Regions from separate parts of the Mus musculus genome. Here all the other regions are linked to region 1. A link is a contact called in public HiChIP or PLAC-seq data. All regions are on one chromosome and are shown on one strand. The core of a region is the stretch at or near the end of the contact, and the rest is flanking DNA. Distances in the headings are between cores, read along the strand shown. Region 1 holds the start of Tbc1d23 (TBC1 domain family, member 23). Region 2 overlaps Cmss1 (cms small ribosomal subunit 1). Region 3 overlaps Cmss1 (cms small ribosomal subunit 1).

Region 1 (3,199 bases), core at 433-2,932:
TGGAAGGAGAGCCATCATGTTTTGGTTTATCACTGGGACAGCTGTGCTACATTATTTAAATAGTTTTTAAAATTCTGGAGCATTTTAGGTACCAAAGTATATTTCAGAAAAAAAAATGATGGATACCCTTGAAGGTACCTCTCAGCTCCTAAAAATGAAATATTAAACATTAGAACCAATATAGTGGCAAACACCTCTCGTACTGCTTCTTTGAGCGGCGGAGGCAGGAAGAACACTTGCGCTTAGGAGCTCACAGACACCAGCCCCGGAGTCAAGCCAAACCTGGTCTTGCCGGGTCTCCAAAGCAAATTCTGAGCTCCTCAAGGTTACTAGTGAGACTGTCTCAAAAGACAAAACAAAACATAACCAGCCAACCAATCGAACAGAAACTTACTTTACTTAATTAAAGCTATTTCTGGTCATTCCTGCCCCATCTAAAACTTAATTGTTTTCAGTTTTTCTACACATTACCCCTGCATTTCTCAGTGTGCATGCATCTATTGCTAATATATTGATATCAAACATAAACGATGCCTTTTGTTTGTAATCTGTTTGGTTCATCTAACAATGGCATTTTCAGATTTATCCATAAATTTCATGTAGTTAACTGCATCGTTGTTCCTGGGCTTAAAAATATTTGTTCAGCTCCTCCCTGAATCTGTACTAGGCAAAGATAGCCCAGGGGCTAGTGTTTTGGTAATACTGGTACTGTGGATGAAACCTGGGTGCGGAACAAGGAGGCCCATTTAGAGGGACAAATGGGACTTTGGCTAGGAAGGGAAGGATCTCGGCAGCTTTCTTTTTTTTTTTTTTTTTTTTAAGATTTATTTATTTATTATATGTAAGTACACTGTAGCTGTCTTCAGACACTCCAGAAGAAGGAGTCAGATCTTGTTACGGATGGTTGTGAGCCACCATGTGGTTGCTGGGATTTGAACTCTGGACCTTCGGAAGAGCAGTCGGGTGCTCTAACCCACTGAGCCATCTCACCAGCCCCCCTCGGCAGCTTTCTTAAACTGATTTTTTAAACTGGAATTTCAGTTTCAGAACTACAGTTGATTCTCCTGGCTGTTAGAAGACATATTTAAGATAGAAGACTAGAGTATAATTTTCTTAACTGGATAGCTTGACAGAGTCCTTCGTGTATTTTTATTTTTCTTGTAGCTCTGGTGATTGAATCATTGAGGATGCTGGGCAAGTGCTGTATGGTTTACTAAGTCCCTGGCCTTTTTATTTTTTTGAATGGTCTTTACAAATGATGTGGTATGTCCTTTCCTTTTTTTCTATTCAGCCTACCTTCTCTGTGTGAATTCATACTTGCCCTCCTCTCTCCACTAGCTGGGATTCTCAATTCTGGCTCACACCGGACAGCCAGAGACCCAAACATTAAGACGCCAAGCCAGGATGCTTCACTTTCAGAGTCTCCTCTGAGCCACGCCTGCCCGCAGCGTGGCGCCCCGCCCCATCCCGGAGAACCCCTCCCACTCCCCAGGGTCGGCCCCGCCCACAAGCCTTGTGCCCCGCCCACTCCGTTCGCGGGCCCTTGGCATCCTGGGATTTGTGGTCTTCCATAATCTTCTCCCTCTCGCAAAGCTCCGGGCTCCGCCTTTCGCCCTAGAGACGTGGTGACGTTGCATCCTTCCAATTCCTCGCCTCCTCCCTCTTTCGCTCTGGTGAGTCTCAAGTCTCAGACTTCATAACTCCTTTTACGACACTGAATCTCTGAGACAGTCTCGGTGCCAGGTCCACTTTTCGGCAAAGTGACGTGGACGTCAACAGCAATGGCGGAAGGAGAAGAGCTTCTGCCACTGTCAACGTCGGGCGGGGACAGCTGGTGAGTGCGAGCCCAGGTTTAATTCCCACTGGCCCCTTCTCTTCCTGTTCGCCATCCTGCCTGTCCCCGAGGTGCTGGCTGGCGGGGCGTGGAGCAAAAGGCACCTGTCCTCCTCTGAGCCCCTGCCCCGCCCCCTCTGCTTCAGGGTCCCCTCTGCCCGCGGGCTTCTGCGGCTGGGGCAGAATCCCGGGGACTCAGGGGCCATCCTGGATCTGCGCCTAAGTCAGGTCCTCCCGCTTGGCCCAGCGAAGAGAGTGGCTTCCCCACTGAGTTCGCCGAGTCCCTAGCCAGGGAGTTGGAATGGGCGCACTAAGGAGGAAGTTCTTGGATGGAGATCTCAGACCATTTGAAATGAGATCTTTTGAAATAACCACCGCGACCTTTGACAGTGCAGAGGTCGTGAGATACACCCAGCAAGATTCCTTCTACGTAGTTCAGGGTTGTCTTTAAAAAAAAAAATTATTATTATTAATTTTGTTTATCTCCCAACAGTTTCTAACATTTGTTATTATTATTTTTTTTTCTTCCCCACCACTTTCCTCACAATTTAATTTCATGACTTGGAGGGCGTTTTGAATTTTGTTACTGTTTCTCCCGGGCATTTGCATGTGTCTCTGGGGCTGTGGGAAGATTTGGTTTTTAAAGGAACTCATGTAGCCCAAGGCTGGCCTCGAACTTTCTGAGTGGCTGAGGATGACTGTGGACTTCCAATGCTTTTGCTTTCTCCTCCCGAGTGCTGGCTTGTAAGCTCCATCCTGCCTGGTTTGTGTTGGGCTGGGGATTGAACCGAGGGCTTCCTGTGTGCTAGGACAAGCATTCTACCAACTGTGATACATCCCCAACCCTGCCAATACCTTTTTGGTAGGCATTATTTTTCCCACTGAGGGTCATTAATTTTTGGTGGACACTTCTACTTTTGAAGTTGTGTGTGTGTGTGTGTGCACGTGTATATCTTACAGTTGATCTAACTGTATTGACCAGGTGTAAGACTCATGGATTTTGCTGTTGTTTTTCACAGTGTTTATATATCACTGTCACGGTGTACCTACACACAATGCAAGCCTTTGGTAAATTTGTACTTTACTAATTGAGGACAATAGAAATAACAGAAAGGAATACACGATATAGCAGTTGAGTAGCTGGTCTTCTGGGGACTGACAGGTACACATGTAGCAAGCTAAAGTTAATTTTGTTCTCTGAGATTGTAAATAAGTGTTGTGGGAGTTCAGAAGAGGCAGAAACCATTTCAGCATGCATTACAAAAGCTCATGGAGGCACTGGTGTGTGAGTTAGACTCTGAAGCATCAGTAAGACTTACCTTAACATTGTTCAAAATAGTCACTATAATGTGAGCTACGGAAGGAA
Region 2 (3,167 bases), core at 653-3,152, 290 kb before region 1:
GCAGTGTGACCTTGGGCAAGTTACTTGTGGTCTTGAGAATGACTGAGTGTCCTGTGGATAATAATAGCACCTACCTCAGAGTTACGGTGTGGACTAAATGCGGTGACTCAGCTCAGCACACGAGTGTTTGAAGCTAACTGTAACCGTTGCCGTCACCACTGTTACAACTAGTTATCCTCTTCTTCTAAGGGATCTTTTCATTGTTTTTGTATAAAATACACAAATAGAATCTACTAACTCTCAAAAATAAATCCCGGTATTTTCGTTTTTACCATTGCGATGAAATTTTACTGTCATGTGAGTGAACCTCCTGTGTGCTAGAAGCACAGTCGGGAGCTCTCACAGCCCCTGAACCTTTGCTCTTCCTAAGTGCTCAGGCTGTAGGCTTAAGGTACTGTGCTGTACTTCCTTCCCATGGGGCCAGGGCCTCACATGCTTAGCAAGCGCTCCACTAACTGAGCTGTGTCCTAGCCCTTGACGTTCTGTGTAAGATACTCTGAACCTCTTTCCTCTTTCAAAAAATAATAATGGGAAACTCTTTCTGTGTGCCAACAGCACTATTGCAGAGAACTTGGGAATTCTCTAAGTTCTCTAACTGTTGCCGAATTTAGAAAGCCAGTGCTCTAATGGGGACATTTCTGAAACAAGGGGATGGTTAAAGTGGCCTAGTTTGGGAACATAGGTGTAAACAGAGGTGAAAAGAATGCAGAACAACTTTTGGGACCCTTCAGCATCTTCTCGTGAGTCCCTTCCTTATCTGACTCAGCATCAAGCACAGAATGAAAAGAGAAAGGGCTTAGAGCTAAGTTTGGGTGTGGTGTGGAACCTCCAAAATACACTTACTTTTTATATCTGTGTGTGTACACGTGAAAGTGAACACGCACAGGGTTGTGGACACCATGGATGTCTGATTCGGAACCTTTTAGCAGGAAGAAGTGGGGCATCAAACAGCTTTAGAACCACTCAGTTGTATCCTAATTATGTGTTAGGCACTATCTCCCAAGGGTAACAATATGATGAAAAATCACTTTGGAGCAGAAATGTGAACTCACAGCTGGGGCAGCATTTGTTTTAGGTGAAGCAGCCGTTCCTAATGGCAAGAGAGAAGAGGACAGTGGGTTTAATGGGAAGAGTTTCCTTTGTACAAAAAGCAATAATATGGCTAGCAGTGGGCTGTTAAAAGAAAAAAATTAACATTTGATCCATCTTGTCATTCTTCTGATAGGTTAAAAAGCACACACGCGCGAGCACACACACACACACACACACACACACAACCCAGGCTGCACACTTCAGTCAGCTCTTAGGGTCTACAGTTGCTATCAGGTCAGTACACTTAGATGACTTTGCTGCGTATTTTTACCACATTTTTATTGCATTTGCATTCAGCTGCCCATTGGATTCTCAGGTTGCCTGCAAAGTAGGTGCTGAGAGTCTTGGTCTGCAACCCTTTTCCTGTTCTTTCACTAGAGTGAGCCCTTCAGACTCAGAGTTCATTTATCATTGTCAACAAGAGCTGTCGTCATCCAACAAGAGTGAATGAGAAATTTTACTTCTTTAGGCAAGAAGTCTATTGAGAGCTGAGATTTTAATTAAGAAAAGGGCTGATTATTTAATAGTTAAAGGCTTCAGTTTCGGATCAGCTTACGTTAATTGCTCTTTATAGTATTAAATAGTCTTAGCTATCCAAAATCCATGGAATTTTTAATAGAGTTTGTTTATATATAATTTCTGTTATTTAACTTAGATGAAGTTAAATCTAGTCTAAAAACCTGTATGGATTTCAAACCTCACAGAGGATTAAAGTCTATAAAAATTCAAATAACTTCATCCAGTGAGCATGTTTACCATAGTGTGTCATCAAACTTCTCGGTTTTCTGGTTAGAAAACCGGTTTGGAATAGACTGACTCACACTGTGGACAGATAGAACGCAAACACAGTCAGAGTTAACCTCAGCGAACCCAGGGCAGACAGAGTTTTGTGAGCTTTTTGGGAAGGAGGGGTGTGAATGCCCTAATTGTTACCCCTAATAGTCCCAGATAAGCTTCATGAAGGAAGGTAAAGCCAAGGCCGTTTGTGCCCATTTTGCAGATGGAGACTTTGTGTCATTTGCTTTCTTCACATTGTCCAACCAACATGGAGTCAAAGCATGACCAGGGACAGAGGATAATATCTAAGGAGGATTAGCCGAAAGTGGCTCTTCTGGAGGATAGGCGATGGAGACTGAAATGCCTCCGTGGCAGAACTTGGACATATATAAAATAAATGATGCTCTGATCCCTGCTTGGTTTTCATTAGAGTAGATCTCATTGCCTTTTGCTCACATGTTGCTGTAATTAGCTCATTTTGGGCCAGCCAGAAAGGATTAGGTAGCATATTACAACAGCTCCCTTTTTATGATTTAGGATAAAATGAGATTTGATTTTCCATTTGCTTCAGCCAAATGGAAATGTATTTCTCCAATCCCATTTTGCCATGAAGCTGTTATCAGGAAGTTGTACAGTAATGGGATGGCATACTTGGGATCCGTTTTTAAAGAGCTCTGCTTATAATTTTGTTCTGATTGTTAACCTTGTTGTTATTGTTACTATTCTTAGATTCTCTCCAACTTTGGTATTAGACACTTAAAATGCAGTTATTTGTATATACTGTGGATTCTCTGACAAATTGGGGTGTCAGGTTGAGACTTTTGTTCATGGTATGAGTTCAAAATAAAGAGAAAAATCAGGTTTATGGCATACAACCTAATGTGTATCCAACCTCAAGCTACAACAGTATCTCATAAACTGATTTTTTTACTTCCTTTGTTTCTGTACATGTAATTTCTACTAGCTAAATGCCTTCAAGCTAAATGTTGAGTGCCAGAAGGCCTTCACACTTACTCCTATGGAACTAATCATTCCCTCTAAATCAGCCCTTCTCAGCCTTTCACAGGGGTTGTCTAAGACCATCCGCACATCAGATATTTACATTAAGATTCATAACAGTAGCAAAATTAGTTATGAAGTAGCAATGAAAATAATTTATGATTGGGGGTCATCATAGCATGAGCATAAGGAAGGTTGAGAACCACTGCTCTAAATTTTTAGAATTTATCAGTAAGCTTTTTCCTCTCTCCCTCCCCCTTCCCTGCCTTCCCTCTCCTCTTTTTTCTTCCCTTCCCTTT
Region 3 (3,382 bases), core at 552-3,051, 310 kb before region 1:
ATAACTTATTATGAAATAGTCGAGCTAGGACTACTGCACTTCAAAATAGGCTGAGAAAATTTCACTTCCTTGCCTAGTTCTGGCTAATTAGCATATCCTTCTCCATTCTGTCATCATTGAGTTTTCCTGTAAATTAGCATGGCAACAAATTAAGGTAAGGCCCTTTTCTACAATTAGCAATCTGCATTTGTAATCTAAATAAGCAGTTGGTTTAAGGTGTTATTTGGAAAAGGAACAGAGGAGTTTTCCTGTAGAGTTAGTTACTTTCTGTATGGAAAAAGAGGTTTCTAGATAAAAGGGCTGAAGGCCAGGAAGGATTAACTAAATTTTACCATAGAAGATTACTTTTTTTTTTTTTGAGCCATTCTTACGTAGTCCAGGCTCAAACTGCTGTGTAGCTGACTCCCTGCCTAGGACTACAGACATGTATGTACAGGCTTACACAGATCTGAGGATCAAACTCCTAGCCTTCTGCCTGCCAGGCAAGCGTTTTACCACCCGAGCTACATTATCAGCCTGAAGTTCTTTCTCATATAGTTACAAATAGTTTCCCATAGTTTCATTTCCTGTGGTTCAAGCAAATGAAGGTTATTGTGATGCTCACAGCAACGCATGTCCTCGGTGAAGCTAGTCATGATAGCCCTCCCCTAGCCCTCCTGTTGTCTTTGGTTGAATTCGGATTGGCAGCAAGACTGTCCTCGGTCCTAATGTGCTGTCCTCTTGAAACCTTTGTGCGAAGCCCCTCTGCCCCCGAGCACCAAGAAACTGCCATGGATCTGAATTATGGGGCTGGTCCATCTTCTTGCTCCTACACAAAGGAACCAAGGGACTGTGTGCTGTATGAGCAGCTGTAGACTCCCTCCACCCTTCTTTCTGTTCTCCAGCTGGTACCTGCCTGGTTAGGCAATGTAGATACCCTCAAAACTACCTCTGTTCAGGGCAGCAGCCACTGTGCTCCAAGATGGCAAAAGGTAACATTGAACCTGGATACACACAGAGACTATGGTGACTGTGTGTGTGTGTGTGTGTGTGTGTGTGTGTGTGCCTGCTCACTCTTATGCACAGCCTGTGTTTTAGAGCATCCATAGTCTTTGAAGTTTCCAGAAGCCCATTATCTTTCCCTCCCTCCCTCCCACTCTCCATCTTACCCTCTCTCCTGTCTTCCCTTCTCTCTCCCTTTCTTCCCCTTCCCTTTCCCTCCCCCCTTCCTTTCCTTTTTTTTTTTTTCCTTTCTTTCTTTTCTTCTTTTCCCTCTAAGATAGGATTTCTCTTTATAGCCCTGGCTGTCCTAGAACTCCCTCTATAGACCAGGCTGGCCTCGAACTCAGATCAGCCTGTCTCTGCTTCCAGGGTGATGGGATTAAAGGTGTGTTCCAACACTGCCTGGCACCCTTTGATTATGGTTATCTGGAACAGCAACCTATACCCTTGAGAGCTGATGACCCTGAGTGCGTGCGGGGGCGGGGGAGGGGGGCGCAGCAGTGAGGCTGTGGGAGGAGAGGGCTTTGCGAGTGAGGGGTAGGCTCTTTGCTAACTAAGTAGTTCATGTTTACCTTCATTCTGGGATTAACAGGGATCTTCGTAATATGAAAAGACAAAAAAGTAATCCGGCACATAATTCTGCCAGATGAACACTTCGAGTTGTTAAAAAAATCCAGTGTTTTCATTCTGTTTGTATGTATGCGTGTGTAAGTTTATACATTTTAATTGTGTTGGTCACAAAAGCAGCTGCATCCTGCTATCCCTTACCATGACAAGGCTTCATTCTTCACTGTATGAAGTAAGTATTTTGTGTGGCACAGAGATCTGTCCCTTTCCCCCTTGTAATGCTGTGAGATAGATGCGGTATTCCTATGAGCAGGCAAGCATGCCAAGTAGGTGAGCAGAGTGGCCTGGGGAGAAGGAAGAGGCATAAACACGATGCCGCCATTGCATGGGAACAGGAAAAGCCTGCGATTTAGGGCCAACCCATTTGCTTATTTATCCTGACAAACATTTCGTTTCCTTGGCAACTAATAATAGTTTTGAGAAATTGTTGGACTCACAAGTATTACTGTAGGAGTAAAAAGCCCTCGAATCACAGAAATTAGAGACGGAAAAGACCTATTAGTCTTCTTGTCTTTTGCCAGTACAGCTGTCCTCGGTGTTTTATCTAGTCCATTCTTCTAAAGGGATCTTGTCAAACAGATTACACTCTGTGTCTTAAAGAATGTGTTTTTAAAGAAACTAGTTGACAGAGCTTTTCATGGAGATATAGAACTTGTTATCAAGGAAAGATATTTGTAGAGAAAGAATAGCCCCTTTCTTGTACACAGTTTGTACTTAACAATTAAGTTCTAAAAGAGGTTACTTTGTGTAAGAGTCAGAAAACACCAGCATCATTTGAATCTCATTAGTTTTTCTGCCATCTGCTCAACCTATTCTATGCATGAAGGATATATTTTAAAATATATTATGTTGCAGGGTGGTGGTGTTCATGGTGGTGGTGGTGGCGGCAGCGGCAGAGGCACACACCTTTAATCCCAGCACTTAAGGGGCAGAGTCAGGCAGGGAGCTCTCTGGCCCTAAATGATGCATTTTAACTTCATTCTAAATATATTAAGTATCTAAATATATTAGATTTACTCATTTTATGTGATAAAAGTTTGCCTGTATGTGTGTGTGTGTGTGCTATGTGCATGCTTGGTGCCTATGAAAGTCAGAAGAGGGCATCATCCCCCGAAGCTGGACTTAGAAATGATTGTGAAACACCACATGGATGCTGGGAATTGAACTCTGACCCTCTGCAAGATCAAGTACTGATAAGGGATGCCTCCAGCCCCAAGTCAGCATATTTAGAAACAAAATTCAATGATTCTATATAGTATTGATGTCTGGGAAGCAGCGCTGTACTTTTGAAATCTCAGCACTAGAGAGGTAGTAGGAGAGACATGGAGAGGCCCAGGCCAGTTTGGGTTCAGTAGGAGCACCCTAGTGCAAAACAAGTCGGAGCAAGCAAAGGATGCAGCAGGTGAGCAGCCATGCTGTCTGTCTGGAGGCTGTCTGCCTACTGATAAGCAGGAACATTCCAGGGAGCTGTCTGTGCTGTCTTTGCAAGTCTCTGTACTTCCTGTTTATCTTCATGGTAGCATCAATGGCTTCCGCCTTAGTGGGACATTTGCAGTTAGGAAAGGATCACTCAGGAACTCTCTGTCCTCTCCTGACAAGGGTTCCAGGACCTTTATTTCTTAGTCAAGAGTTCTCTAGTGGTTTGAATAAGAATGATCTGAGTAGGCGCATATATTTGAATGCTTAGTCATCAGGGAGTGGCACTATTTGAAAAGGATTAGGAGGAGTGGCCTTATTGGAGGAAGTATCTTACTGAGAGTGGGCTTAAAGGTTT

The links. HiChIP or PLAC-seq counts read pairs in DNA pulled down with a chosen protein or histone mark.
Region 2: a contact with region 1 is called in a FOXA1 HiChIP or PLAC-seq map of pancreatic cancer cells. The contact joins the enhancer-like site here to the promoter of Tbc1d23 in region 1. A contact is called at or near these places in 13 of 39 promoter capture datasets (the 3T3-L1 cell line, 3T3-L1-derived adipocytes, the C10 cell line and 11 more), 2 of 15 datasets of contacts at CTCF or cohesin (the NIH/3T3 cell line and large pre-B cells), 7 of 484 Hi-C or Micro-C datasets (the 3T3-L1 cell line, bone marrow-derived macrophages, embryonic fibroblasts and 2 more), 11 of 115 datasets of contacts at active chromatin or transcription factors (the 230-238 cell line, astrocytes, bone marrow-derived macrophages and 7 more) and 4 of 9 other capture datasets (adipose tissue, embryonic stem cells, liver and 1 more).
Region 3: an H3K27ac HiChIP or PLAC-seq map of extraembryonic endoderm stem cells shows a contact between it and region 1, with 6 times the contacts expected there. The contact joins the enhancer-like site here to the promoter of Tbc1d23 in region 1. A contact is called at or near these places in 14 of 39 promoter capture datasets (the 3T3-L1 cell line, 3T3-L1-derived adipocytes, the C10 cell line and 11 more), 3 of 15 datasets of contacts at CTCF or cohesin (the NIH/3T3 cell line, large pre-B cells and stem cell-derived epiblast-like cells), 28 of 484 Hi-C or Micro-C datasets (the 3T3-L1 cell line, B cells, the HPC-5 cell line and 16 more), 38 of 115 datasets of contacts at active chromatin or transcription factors (the 230-238 cell line, CD8 T cells, DN3 thymocytes and 24 more) and 4 of 9 other capture datasets (adipose tissue, liver, macrophages and 1 more).

What each region holds. Positions count from the first base shown.
Region 1 is chr16:57,229,949-57,233,147 of GRCm38.p6, reverse strand. It overlaps Tbc1d23 (TBC1 domain family, member 23), which reads left to right and starts at 1,682. Exons shown (of 19, transcript NM_001358433.1): 1 at 1,682-1,834. The coding sequence starts at 1,782.
Region 2 is chr16:57,523,991-57,527,157 of GRCm38.p6, reverse strand. The region is part of intron 1 of Cmss1 (cms small ribosomal subunit 1); the gene reads left to right. The region is part of intron 4 of Filip1l (filamin A interacting protein 1-like); the gene reads right to left. Among named protein-coding and RNA genes, the nearest start is that of Cmss1, 81 kb to the left of the region's middle. Within about 2 kb of position 1,902, at least 29 of the 459 cell types and tissues checked have an H3K27ac peak or open chromatin away from gene starts, as enhancers often do. A contact at or near this core is called in embryonic fibroblasts and pancreatic cancer cells, where this site is marked.
Region 3 is chr16:57,543,225-57,546,606 of GRCm38.p6, reverse strand. All of the region lies in intron 1 of Cmss1 (cms small ribosomal subunit 1), which reads left to right. The region is part of intron 4 of Filip1l (filamin A interacting protein 1-like); the gene reads right to left. Among named protein-coding and RNA genes, the nearest start is that of Cmss1, 62 kb to the left of the region's middle. Within about 2 kb of position 1,801, at least 14 of the 459 cell types and tissues checked have an H3K27ac peak or open chromatin away from gene starts, as enhancers often do. A contact at or near this core is called in embryonic stem cells, extraembryonic endoderm stem cells and stem cell-derived epiblast-like cells, where this site is marked.